Linked DNA regions of Mus musculus: region 2 is linked to region 1. Evidence: chromatin contacts called from public Hi-C data. All regions are on one chromosome and are shown on one strand. Each heading gives the region's core, a stretch centred on a gene start, on an enhancer-like site or on the middle of the called end of the contact. The rest is flanking DNA. Distances are from core to core; before and after follow the strand shown.

Region 1 (3,377 bases), core at 496-2,995:
AAATGTTATACACAAGACTAGGTCTTCCTAATGGAGCTGTGTTTCCTTCCTCTGTCCTGCAGAGCTTTGACGTCACCAACGTAGTCAAAGACGTGAACTCCTTAAAGCTGCAGTTCCGGTCAGCAGTGCAGTATGCAGAGTGTCAGAGCAAGGCTCACACTAGCTACCGGGTGCCCCCAGAGTGCCCCCCGGTGGAGCAGAAGGGTGAATGTCACGTCAACTTCATCCGAAAGGTAATGAATGTTCGTTCGCTCAAGTGTGTGTGGGCTGCAGCGTTGTGGCTGGCAGACTTGAAGGCTTGAAAACAAGATTTTCTGAATTTTTGTGGTGGATTCTCATTCTTCTAGGTTTTCTTCCTGGAGCGTGTTTTAGAATTTAGGTTCACACACACACACACACACACACACACACACTGTGGATAACAGAACTTGATGTTATATCCTAGGTTAGCCTAGAACTTACTATGTTGTTAAAAGCGGCGGTCTCCTGCTTTAGCCTCCCAAGCCTTGGGATTACTTATATGAACAACTGCTAATAATAATATTATTAATAATATGGGGAGCTGCTAATAGGACTTTATAAATTATTATATTTTTTTCGGGCAGGGACTCCTCTAGCCCTGGTGGGTTTCAAACTTGCTATGTATCCAAGGATGACCTCCAATTTCCAATCCATCCCCCACCTCTCTACAGAGTGCTGAGTTTAAGGTATGCACAATCTTGCTTGCTTTTATAAGGCCCTAAGGATGAAACCCAAGGCTCTGTGCATGTTAGGCAGAGCCCTGAGATAATTCTTCCAACTGCGTGACAGTCCCATCTCTATAAGTTATTTTATAGCATTGATATTTATCAAAGCTGTTACCAGTCGTGAAAACTTACTAGTGAGTCTTGTGACTAGCAACCTGCTTGAAAGAAATATATTTTCAGCTGGGTGTGGTGGTGCACACTTTAGCTCTAGTACTTGGGAGGCACAGGCAGGTAGATCTCTGTGAGTTGGAGACCAGCCTGATCTGCAGAGTGAGTTCCAGGACAGCCAGAACTACATAGAGAAACATCCTATCACCCCCACTCCCAACCACCAAACAAACAAACAAAAAAAAAAAAAAAGAAAAAAAGAAAAAATTTTTTCCTGAGATATTCTCATATTTTACTGCTAGAACCTTAAAATATAGAATGGGAAGGTATGATCCACAGATGATTTTTCTTTGAGGCTTATTCTGTTCTACGGTACTTGAACATATACTAATGCATGATTATTGTATTATAACTGTATGTAACATTTAGGTTTGGTTGGTTGGTTTCTGTTTCTGTTTCTGTTTTTTGAGACAGTGGCTCACTATGTAGCCCCGGCTAGCCTAGAACTCATCATATAGACCAGGCTGGCTTTGAACTCACAGGGATCTTCCTGCCTCTGATTCCAAAGTTCTGGAAGACATTTTAGCTTTTAAGAAGAAAATGTTACTCTTCTTCTCCCCTGCCTTCCCCCGCCCCGCCTCCCCGCCCCCGCCCCCTTCTCGGACTGGTCCTGCTTGCAAATGTTACTTTCTTCATCAAGTGTTTGACCCTTCTAAAGTCTCTACATCTCTGCTTCCTCCTCTGCTCAGCACATTAGTCGCCTCTATCTTTTCTACTTCCCTCCTCCCTTCTTGTCCGTCACTTCTCATCACCATGGTAACACGCTGAGTTGTACAGATTGGGGGTTGGCGGAGCATCTCTTTTGATTTTCAGTTTCAAAGGTACTCAGTCCTTGCTCTCTGGCTCTGCGCCTGTGGTGAGGTGGAACAGCAAGGTAGAAGGGAGTGCGGGACAAAGCTGCTTACCTCGTGGCGCCCCGGAAGCAGAGGGATACGGAGGGAGTGACTGAGATAGGGTGTACCCTCAAGGGCACGCCATCAGTGATCTGTTTACTCCAACTGGATCCCACATTCTAGTTCCTGCCAATTTCCAAGACAACCTTTATTCTTTGCCTCTGGGTCCAGTCACTTCTTGCACAGCACGTTGCCCTAGTCACCTAGCCGGTATTCCCACAACTCCATTTGCCTTCTTTCAAGTAATTATCCACGGAGCAGTTGGCATGGTCTCTTCGGACAAAAATGCCCCCAGCATCCCTATCCTTAAAACAGAAACTGGGACTTCTGCGTCCATATGTACTGAGGTAGGGGCTGATAAGACTAGATATGCTTTTCAAAGTTCATAATTTTTATCTTTCAACAGCTTGGCACCATCAGGAGGCTAATGTCCCAAGCTCCTAGCTCAGTCTTCGCCCCACCTCCTCCCGTTGGAGCAGGCTGCATCCTGATGACATTTGCACAAGCATTTCCTCTGATAGAGGCCTTCCACTTCCTTTCCCTAACTCAAGGTGGAAGAAAGAGGCTTCCTTGCGAGAGATGCCTGACTGTTTGGTCCTGTGTATGAAACCTGGGGCCTTGTGTATAGAAGCAAGCGCTCCCCTGCTGAGCCACATCCTCAGCTTAAAAGTTTTTGTGTTCCAGCGCTGTGCGTTGATGTACCCCAGCCCGAGTCACAGGGCGTCACAGGTACTTTCTGAATCAGTGAACGAACATCCTCGTTGGCTGAGGGAATTAAGTGATCTGAAGCTTGGTGTGGTGTTGAATATTTTGTTCTCTCCTTGCTGCTGTCTTACCTGGGGTTATCATTGCTGCAATGAAACACCGTGACCACAACCATCCTGGGGAGGGAGGGGTTGATTTTACTCACAGTCCCATGTAACAGTTCATCATCAAAAGCAGTGAGGGCAGGAATCCAAGCAGGGTGGGAGGCAGGAGCGGATGCAGAGGCTGTGGAGGGTGCTGCTTATTGGCTTGCTCCTCATGGCTTGCTCAACCTGTTTTTTTGTAGAACCCAGGACCACAAGCCCAGGGATGGAACTGCCCACAATGGGCTGGGCCGGCTCACATAATCACTAATTAAGAAAATGCCCTGCTTTCTTGCCTGTATAGCTCAATCTTTGTTTGTTTGTTTGTTTGTTTTTTAAGACGGGTTTCTCTGTGTAGCCCTGGCTGTCCTGGAACTCACTCTGTAGACCAGGCTGGCCTCGAACTCAGAGATGCACCTGCCTCTGCCTTCCAAGTGCTGGGATTAAAGGCGTGTGCCACCACTGCCTGGCCTGATGAGTCTGTTGCTTTTGTGTACATGATGTCAGGGATAACCACTCAGGGACCCCTTCCTGGGAAAGTGAATCCTCCCTCTCTCCACAGTCACTTGAAGGCGGTTGTCTTTTGCTTAGGGGTAGGACCCTGTGAAAATGTCCCCACTCATTTGGTCTTTCATTGTCCGGGTCTTGTTTAGGGAGCCATATTGTCACTGTTGAGGTTTCATGGGTACGGGGGTCCCAGCAGTCCCAGCAGACTTGCAGAT
Region 2 (2,911 bases), core at 326-2,825, 220 kb after region 1:
GAAAAATTCATTACAGGATTGGGAGGGTGTCTGATGATAATGTTGAAAGACACCGTGAAACGCTTTTCAATTACCTAAGAATTCTTTCTTCCTCCCTCCCTCTTTACTGTCTCCCCATCTCTCCTCTCTCTGATTTCTTCCCCTCTCTTTCTCAGTCTCTTCCATCCTTCCTTTCTTTTTCCTTCTTTTTTATCCCCCCTTTTCCTATTAAAATGATCTCAGCCTGGAATAAACATTGTTGCGAAACTGGCCAGGAGTTTTGCCAAGCTGAACACAGAACACGTCAGCTGTTTTCTGGAAAATAACTGCCTCATGTGACAGTGTCTATTATTTTAATTAGCACCGAGGCACGCCTCCAAGGCATTTCAACAGGTCAGGGTTTCTTACAGTGGCAATGGCTTTTTATTTCCTGATATGCCAATGAAGCAGATAGCTGACATCTGATTTTTTTGTCTCGGTGAGTAAAATGGTTGTTGTGATGATGCAGCCTGGACTTGAAGAAGTTGCAAACATTCCTTGTTACCCAGAGGCTATGGCACAAGCAGCCAGAGAGCGCTCCGAGCACTCACAGGAAGTGATAGCCAGGCCCTTCATTTTGGCTATCTGGGATGTTCTTTGCCATAAAGTGTTTATGACATATGCTCCTTGGGGTATCTATATTTCCAGGATATGTACATGTCTACCTATGTGTGCTAAACTCAAGAAGGGTTAATTCCAAGATCTGAAAGTCACTCTGTGAAACTATATCGTGAACACACATTCAGCAATCCACAAATGTGTAAGCCATGGTTTTAAATAGTGGTCGGTTGGGGAACAGACGCCCATTTCCTCCCACCCACTGCTCCCTAACATTGCTGTGGGGTGAGCTGGAGATGCTGATACGAGTGTTCATTTGAGAAGGAAACGGTTTATGATTGCCATGCTGCATCTCACAGAAAACAGTGTATAATTGGATTCCCGAATATAGCGAGCGAACACATGCATCATGTTTTCTATGTGGCTAAAATGACTTGCCATTTTTATTGTAGAGACTTTGCAGGGGCTGGAAGTGTGGAAAGAATTGTTTCTTAGGGTGTGGCAGTCACTGAGGTCAGTCACTCTGGGAATCTGGGTCTTAGAATGACCCTGATGAGAAGAAATTTATCCTCCCTCCCTCCCTCCCTCCCTCCCTCCCTCCCTTCCTTCCTTCCTTTCCCCCTTCTCCCCCCCTGTCTAAATGAATTACAATACCAACCAACACTTGGACATTCCAAGGAGCTATCAGTTGGGCACTAGAGCCACATTCAAGCCATATTCTGGAAACTATCCATCACCATCTGTGAGCTGGAAGGACTAACAGTATTTGCTTACATTAGTTATTTATAATGCTGCTCTCTCCTTTCTTTCATTTTTCTCATCCCTCCATCGCTTTATGCGGACAAATGGTGCAGCTTTGGTCGGTGGTCAGAATGCACGGTCAGTCTCCTTTGCTTTCCCTTAGAAAGTGTGGCTTTACTCATTCAGTGTTCAGTGGGGACACGCCCAGCTGTCAATCACCATTACTACTGCTATCACTCTTCAGCGCTTTACCTCGTTCTGTAATGGAATCTAAGGAAGGCTTCACTCACACAGTGACAGTGACAGTGACAGTTGCATTCCCACCCTTGTGGGGACACAGACGGTTCAGGTGACGGACCTGAGTCACCTCCTAAATGACACATTGTGGATTTGTATTTCAAGGTAGATTTTTATTCATCAACAGAATAAAGTAGTAAAATAAAATATAAAATAAAAATAAAAATAAAATAAATAAAAAATAAAAAAATATGATAAAAAGGAAACGGGATAAGTTAGTGAATGTTCACGACTTTAGGGTAAGGTTGTGGTTTGTTGCGATTTCTATGTTTTTATTTTTGTTTTTGTTTTTCGAGACAGGATTTCTCTGTGTAGCCCTGGTGGATGCCCTTGAATGTGAGCTTGCTTTGTAAAGGCTTTCAGAGCTCATCTAAGAAGAACTCTAGCGCCACCTCATGCCCAATTTCGAGAATTACCTGGTTAACTGTATTGAGAGATAGTTTTAAGATTGATCCAGCCATTAGGTGGCGCCGTGGACATGTACATTAAAGCCACAGCTCAGAACATCTTGTTAGATGTGGTGAAAACATTATTTCTTTCTTTCCAGGTTAAGATTTTTTTTTCTTAGTCTATGACTCATGGGAGTCTTAAATACCTTGTATTTATCTCCTGAGGTTTGAAGATTTAAGGTTTTAAATAGTTTAGAGCAGAATCTTCTTTCGCCCCACCCACATTTTTCTCAAACGATCTCAACATGAAGAAAAAATTTAAAGCATGTGTACAGATACGCAATACAAAGACTCAACACCTCGCCCGCACAAAGAAAGGAAAACAACTAGACCAGCCAGATTGACTAGTTTATAACAGGGCTTCACCATGCTTAGAAAGTGCGGTGGTAACTTCTATTTCTGTGCACCTGATCTGGTTAAAAACCTTATCACATAGGAAGGACGTTGGGCTGAGGTGAGGACTCAAGGCGGAGGGACTGACGATGGATCCAAGGGGGGGGGGGGAACCCAACAACGCTAAAATAGAAAGATTAAAAAAGGGAATCACTTACGGAAGAATGCTTGATTTATTCTATGGATGCTTTAAGTCTCGTTTGATTTTAGTCCCATCAAAGTTGGTGCCAGTCACAGTGGCAAGTGAAGTGTCCTCCATCTACTCTAACAAGCAGAAACAGATGTAATCAACTTACGTTCTCTCCCACCCAAAGAAGAATAAAATAAATCAATGTTCAAAAACACAGCGACCAAGCCTGACCTGAGTGAGGTCGATACCCAGCACACACACACACACACACACACACACACACACACACAAACACACACACACACACACACGGTGGAAGGAAGCC

What was found. A called contact is a pair of places that touch in the nucleus more often than the background predicts.
Region 2: a Hi-C map of regulatory T cells shows a contact between it and region 1, with 2.9 times the contacts expected there. The contact joins two enhancer-like sites. A contact is called at or near these places in 5 of 39 promoter capture datasets (the C10 cell line, the HPC-7 cell line, liver and 2 more), 3 of 15 datasets of contacts at CTCF or cohesin (the NIH/3T3 cell line, large pre-B cells and pro-B cells), 36 of 484 Hi-C or Micro-C datasets (B cells, the Ba/F3 cell line, the C10 cell line and 21 more), 5 of 115 datasets of contacts at active chromatin or transcription factors (Th17 cells, embryonic stem cells and thymic regulatory T cells) and 3 of 9 other capture datasets (adipose tissue, embryonic stem cells and liver).

What each region holds. Positions count from the first base shown.
Region 1 is chr3:135,511,741-135,515,117 of GRCm38.p6, forward strand. It overlaps Manba (mannosidase, beta A, lysosomal), which reads left to right. Exons shown (of 17, transcript NM_027288.3): 4 at 63-233. Among named protein-coding and RNA genes, the nearest start is that of Manba, 28 kb to the left of the region's middle. Within about 2 kb of position 1,746, at least 43 of the 459 cell types and tissues checked have an H3K27ac peak or open chromatin away from gene starts, as enhancers often do. A contact at or near this core is called in CD8 T cells, Th17 cells and regulatory T cells, where this site is marked.
Region 2 is chr3:135,729,461-135,732,371 of GRCm38.p6, forward strand. No RefSeq gene overlaps it. Among named protein-coding and RNA genes, the nearest start is that of Nfkb1, 39 kb to the left of the region's middle. Within about 2 kb of position 1,576, at least 57 of the 459 cell types and tissues checked have an H3K27ac peak or open chromatin away from gene starts, as enhancers often do. A contact at or near this core is called in CD8 T cells, Th17 cells and regulatory T cells, where this site is marked.